Linked DNA regions of Canis lupus: region 2 is linked to region 1. The links are chromatin contacts, called in public Hi-C maps. All regions are on one chromosome and are shown on one strand. The core of a region is the stretch at or near the end of the contact, and the rest is flanking DNA. Distances in the headings are between cores, read along the strand shown. Region 1 overlaps CLNK (cytokine-dependent hematopoietic cell linker). Region 2 has its middle 15 kb from the start of ZNF518B.

Evidence for each region. Hi-C and Micro-C count contacts between places; a contact is called where the count stands out from the background.
Region 2: a Hi-C map of blood shows a contact between it and region 1, with 1.7 times the contacts expected there. The contact joins two enhancer-like sites. A contact is called at or near these places in 2 of 9 Hi-C or Micro-C datasets (amygdala and blood).

Annotation. Positions count from the first base shown.
Region 1 is chr3:69,610,434-69,613,177 of UU_Cfam_GSD_1.0, reverse strand. The region is part of intron 7 of CLNK (cytokine-dependent hematopoietic cell linker); the gene reads right to left. Among named protein-coding and RNA genes, the nearest start is that of ZNF518B, 79 kb to the left of the region's middle. Within about 2 kb of position 1,332, at least 2 of the 20 cell types and tissues checked have an H3K27ac peak or open chromatin away from gene starts, as enhancers often do. A contact at or near this core is called in blood, where this site is marked.
Region 2 is chr3:69,674,850-69,677,593 of UU_Cfam_GSD_1.0, reverse strand. No RefSeq gene overlaps it. Among named protein-coding and RNA genes, the nearest start is that of ZNF518B, 15 kb to the left of the region's middle. Within about 2 kb of position 1,318, at least 8 of the 20 cell types and tissues checked have an H3K27ac peak or open chromatin away from gene starts, as enhancers often do. A contact at or near this core is called in blood, where this site is marked.

The DNA.
Region 1 (2,744 bases), core at 83-2,582:
GATGACAAATGCTCCAAAGAAAAATGCTACAGAATGAGGGAGAAAGTAGGACCATGAAGACTTCTCCATCTGTCATGCAAGAGAAAAGGGGGAGCGGGTTGGCTGTTTTATAGGCAGATCCCAGAAAGTCTTTCTGGTTAAGTGATGAAAACAGAGGCCCAAGAAAAGTAAGGGAGCCCATCACATGATTGTGAGGGCAGGCGTTTCCCGACAGAGGGAACAGCAAGTGCAAAGGCCCTGAGGTGAGATGAACAAGAAGGAGGTGCGGCTTGAGTGAGTGGTGGTTGTGGAGGTAGGAGAGTGCCTAGATCACCTGCCATCTTATAGGCTATGGTAGGAGCTTTGTCTTTTGGGTACAGTGTTCATGTGTCCTGTGTCTTCATTATAATTTCACATTTTCTGTGGCATCACTTAGTTTTGCCCCCTCACTTAAAAAATCTTGTATATGATATCAGCGACAGCAGCAGAGATTTTGGTTCTATCCGATATGTGTATTAGTAATCATTGGTGCTGTCAAGCTTCACTTGTGCATTGCTTAGATAACTGAAATCCTACAGATTAGCAGGTAAGCGTGAATTTCAGGAATTCTACAAGTGAGAAAACTGGATCAAATAGGCAACGTACCATGTCATCATCAATTCATAAAATCCAACCAGCTTGGTTTTGGGAGGGGGGGTTGCTTAATAAAGTCATAATAGCTCGGGTATTTGGGATAATAGAAGAAGATGAAATATATGGAGTAGAGTTTTTGGAATTTGAATCTTGATTCTGTACCTACTACGGGCAAGAGCATAGCAAGTTCTCAATAAATATTTGTGAAATAAGCAAAAGGATTGAGGGATGGCTGAGTTTTCTCATCTGGAAAAGTGAGAAATAGATACTCACACTCCACTGGAATCTGTGTGTGGGATACATGGGTTAGTGCTTCAGGTATGTGGCCTGTAACTCACAGCCAGTTACTAGCATTATTGTGCAATGGAAAATTAGAGGGGGAATGGCAATCTACTCTCCTTGTGAAGCACACAGATAATCTCAAATGCTAGGAAAACTCCCTATCTGTGACATAAGAAGACACACGCACGGTTTTTCTGTGTGGTCCTTTCCTTCTTGAAATTCAATCAAGTGGGTTTCAGGAGGAGGAGGAGGCTGGCGTGCTCGCCATCTGGTGGCCATCTGTGTAATTAGCACCATCTGCCCACAGAGTGTCCTCATTTGCTCTTGGTCCTGCCACAAGATTGATTCCACTTCCGCCGCAAAATTTATTGCTGCTTCGGAGGTAACGTGGTGAGGTGAGCGCAGCGCGGCTGTAGAACTGATGCACTGGGTTTGACTGTTACCTCTGTAGCTTCTTAGGGAGAAATCGTGAAGAAATTGTCCACCTTGCAGGGTTCTGCGAAGTTAAAGCAAAGCATCCTGGAGAAGAAAGGATCACAAGGCCTATTTGTGGTCTTTGTTTTGCTTTGTTTGCAATGCGGTTGTGAAACACAGCCATTACTGAAAAATAAATGATTTCACGTACACGTTCAGTTCTATCAGAGACCGCCAAACTGTCTTCCAAGTGGCTGTGCTCTTTTGCATTCCCACCGGCGATGTGTGAGCACTCCTGTCCATCTGCATCTTCACCAGCATTTGGGGTTGTGGATTCTGTGGGTTTTGGCCATTCTTATAGGTGTGTGGTACTATCTCATGATTGTTTGAATTCGTCTCCCCCTGGTGATTGATGTATGATGTGGAGTATCCTTCCATAGGCTTATTTGCTATCTGTATATCTTCTTTGGTGATGTGTCTGTTGAGGTCTTTGGCCCATTTTTTAATTGGACTGTTTCTTTTTTTTTTATTGTTGAGCTTTATGAGCTCTTTGTATATTTTGGACAACAGTCCTTTATCAGACGTGTCTTTTGCAGATATTCTCCACAGGGCTGTGATTTGTCTTCTTCTCTTGACATTGTCTTTCCCAGAGCAGAAGTTTGTAATTTTCAGGAAGTCCAGCTCATCGATGATTTGTCTCATGGGTCGTGCCTTTGGTGTTGTTGGCTAGAAAGGTATCACCATGCTCAAGGTCATCGAGGTTTTCTCCTGTGTTATCTTCTAGTTTTATAGTTTCAATTTTTAATTTAGGTCTCCGATCCATTTTGAGTTAATCTTTGTAAAGGAGTAAGGCCTGTGTTTAGATTAATTCCTTTTTCTTTCTTTCTCTCTTTCTCTCTCTCTTCTTTCTTTCTTCCTTCCTTCCTTCCTTCCTTCCTTCCTTCCTTCCTTCCTTCCTTCCTTCCTTCCTTCCTTCCTTCCTTCCTTCCTTCCTTCCTTCTTTCCTTTCTTTCTCTTTCTTCTTTCTTTCCTTCTCCTTCCTTTTTTTTGCAAGAGGATGTCCAGTTGTTCCAGCACTGTTTGCTGGAAGGACAGTCTTTGCTCCATCGGATGACCTCCGCTGCTTTGTCAGAGATCAGTTGACTAAATATGGGTCTATTTCTGGGCTCTCCATTCTGTTCCATTGCTGCGTTTGTTCTTTCACCAATACTGCACTGCCCTGGTTACCAGAGCTTTATAGTATATATCTGGAAGTAGGATAGCGTCAGCCCTTCAAATTTGTTCTCATACTTTTTCCCCCTCAGAGATCTGTTTTTAGATTTACTACCACTTGTGATTTGGTGTTGACACTACTATTAATGAGCTGAGAGACTTAATACAAATTATTTGGCCTCTTTGTGCTTTGGTAACCTCATCTGTGACTTAAACAGGGAACA
Region 2 (2,744 bases), core at 69-2,568, 64 kb before region 1:
GGAGAGAAGGAAGTACAGTGCGGCCCTAGATCATCCTGGGCACTTCGAAATTGTGATCTTAAGGGGTCATTCACCGGGATTCTGTCAGTGAGGACCCTGTGGCTTGGAGGAAGGTACTCGGCCTCAATGCGCCTAAAGAAAAAGACCAGGTCTCTAACAACCAGGTTTGGAACTTCGGGCTAGTTGCGGGGGAGCGAGGGGGCGGGGCGGACAAAGACTTGTAAACTCAGGCATTTCAAGACAGCATCAACAGGAAACCCTAGAAGTGGCTTTTGTTTGTTTAAAATATTTCAGGCGTATCCAGTAACTTCTTTGAGCCTTTGTTGGCTCACCTGTGAAGGAGGGAGAAAGGCCTCTTTGCTCAGGGTCCCCACGGTCCTATAGGACTACCAAGATACTCAAGCTCCCTGCTCCTCCCATTCCTGGGGCGCAGAGGGAGGAGGCTGCAGAGTCCGAATCCCAATCCCATTATTCTTCTGCGCGGGCTGTGTGACCTTGGGCTAGTTACTGCCCGTCTCTGAGACGCTTTTATCAACTCCAGAGTCGTGCCACCGGGCGGCGCTGCGGGCGGCACTCGCCGGCTCAGCCGCCTCCGGAGCCCCGCGGGACCGCGCGGTGGGGCGGCCGCAGCCGCGAGCAGCGCACCGGGCATGCGCGGCCGGTGGAGCCACTCGAGGCAGCCTGGACGCCTCCCCGCCCCCCGCCCCCCGCCCCGCGGCCGCGACCGGGAGCGCTGCAGTACCGCCGGCGGCCGGTGGCGTCGCTGCGCGGCCGGCCCTGCGGTCCGCGCCTGTAGAGCTCTACCGGCGCGGGCAGCTCGGCGCTCACCTGGCGGCTGGCGCTGCCCGCCCCGCGCCCTCCTCCCGCCGGACTTCTTCCAGGTGTGCTGCTTTGCTCCGGTTTCTGCGAGGCCGCGGGAGCGGCGGGGGTGGAGACGGCGCGCAGGCTAGATCACGGGGGACTCCCTGCCCCCTGCCCGGCCGCGTGCGCTCTCGCGACCAGCGTTTGCAAAGTTGGTATTTAATTTAAGCAAAGGCAGATGCCTACCTGGGGACCAGTAGAGTGGGTCGAGGGGGTTCCTGATGACTCACAGCCTCCCACTCTTGGCGTTTGCCTAGACTGACAAGTCCGCGCGCGCCCCCGCCGCCGGGCTGTTGAGTTCCACCTGCGCACGTGTCGTGTCCGTGTCGTGGCTGTTTTGCTCCTCGCGGACGCGCCAGGGTTGGCATATGCCAGGCCCGAAACAGACCCGGCTTCCATGGCCAGGCCGGCCTGAGCCGCCAGCGTCGCGCCTTGCTTGGACTTGGACCAGGGGGAGCCAAAGCCTGAATAGGACAGGGCGTCCCCGAAGAGGTTCCCGAGGCAGGCGCGAAACGGAGCGCAGAAGGGGAGCGCTCACCGCCGTCAGACGCAGCGTCCGCGGCCCAGCGCGGGATGCGCGGAGCAAGGTAGGGAGTTGGGGGGGGGCGGTGTACCCCAACTCAGGTCGCTCGTGGCTCAGGCTGCGATCTAGCCACATGCAGTGGACGCCCGTGTGTTGAGAAAGGATGGATGAGGGCAGGTAGTTCTAGGCTGCGGTGATAGCCAGCCGCCTCACCTCCCTGCCTCCACCCTCATCCGTGCTGAAGCATCCAGAGCATCCTTCCACAGCGCACACGGCTGGAGCTGGAGCCACTCCCCAGCTGAAGAGTCCTTGCGGGACCTGACCTTCGACAGCATCTCGTCCTGGCTTCTCATTCCTGTGCTCTGCAGCGCTGGTTCCCCCTTGCAGGGCTCATGCATGGGGCTTCTCTTGTCCCACGGTCCTAGCATCTGTTCCTTCTGTCTGGGACATCTCTGGTCTTTCTCCTCTCAGCTCAAACCCCGCCCTTTTTTTTTTTCCTTCGATTTTATTTATTCATGAGAGAGAGAGAGATAGGCAGAGGGAGAAGCAGGCTCCATGCAGGAATCCCGACGCGGGACTCGATCCCGGGACTCCAGGATCAGCCTTGGGCCGAAGGCAGGCGCCAAACCGCTGAGCCCCCAGGGATCCCTGCAAACCGCTCCCCCCCCTTTCTTAGAAGTCTTTCTAACGATTGAATCTCCCACAGCCGTCACCTCCCCGCACCCTAGCTCATCTCTGTGTTTACATTCTTCCTGACAAACTGCAATCATTTGTGTATTTGGGTCTTCTCATTATCCTACACGATCAAAGAAATTATTGGCTTGTCTTGTTCATCTAAGGAGAGGGCCTGGCACTCACCAGACACTCTCTAATGGTTGAGTGCCTACCATCTTGGTTTGAATGACCAGGGCATGAAAGCAGACTTGGAATCCCCAGGTCCAAATATCTACCCTTAACGGTTCCTCTACTCTTTCATTTCTAAGTTTTCTCATCTATGATATGATGAGGGTAATAATAGGATATGAACATTAGATGAGTTAACTTTGTAGAAGACTTAAGAGATGCCCAGATTGAGAGCCCCAGGTGATTTAGCTATTGCATCAGTTAGGACGGGCTAGGTTATACTGTAGCAATGAACAACCTCCAAATCTCAGTGTTTTAAAAAAGACCTAGGTTTATTTTCCACTTATGCCATATGTCCACCATGGATTGCCAAGAACTTGGCTCCTTGACATCAGCCATGCTGACAAAGCAGCCACCAACTGATGTATTGCCAGTTGCCGAGGCAAAACGGAGAGTTTGGCTTAACTGGGTACTTTTAACTTACAGCAAGAAACTTTCAGAAGGAAAGACTAAATTT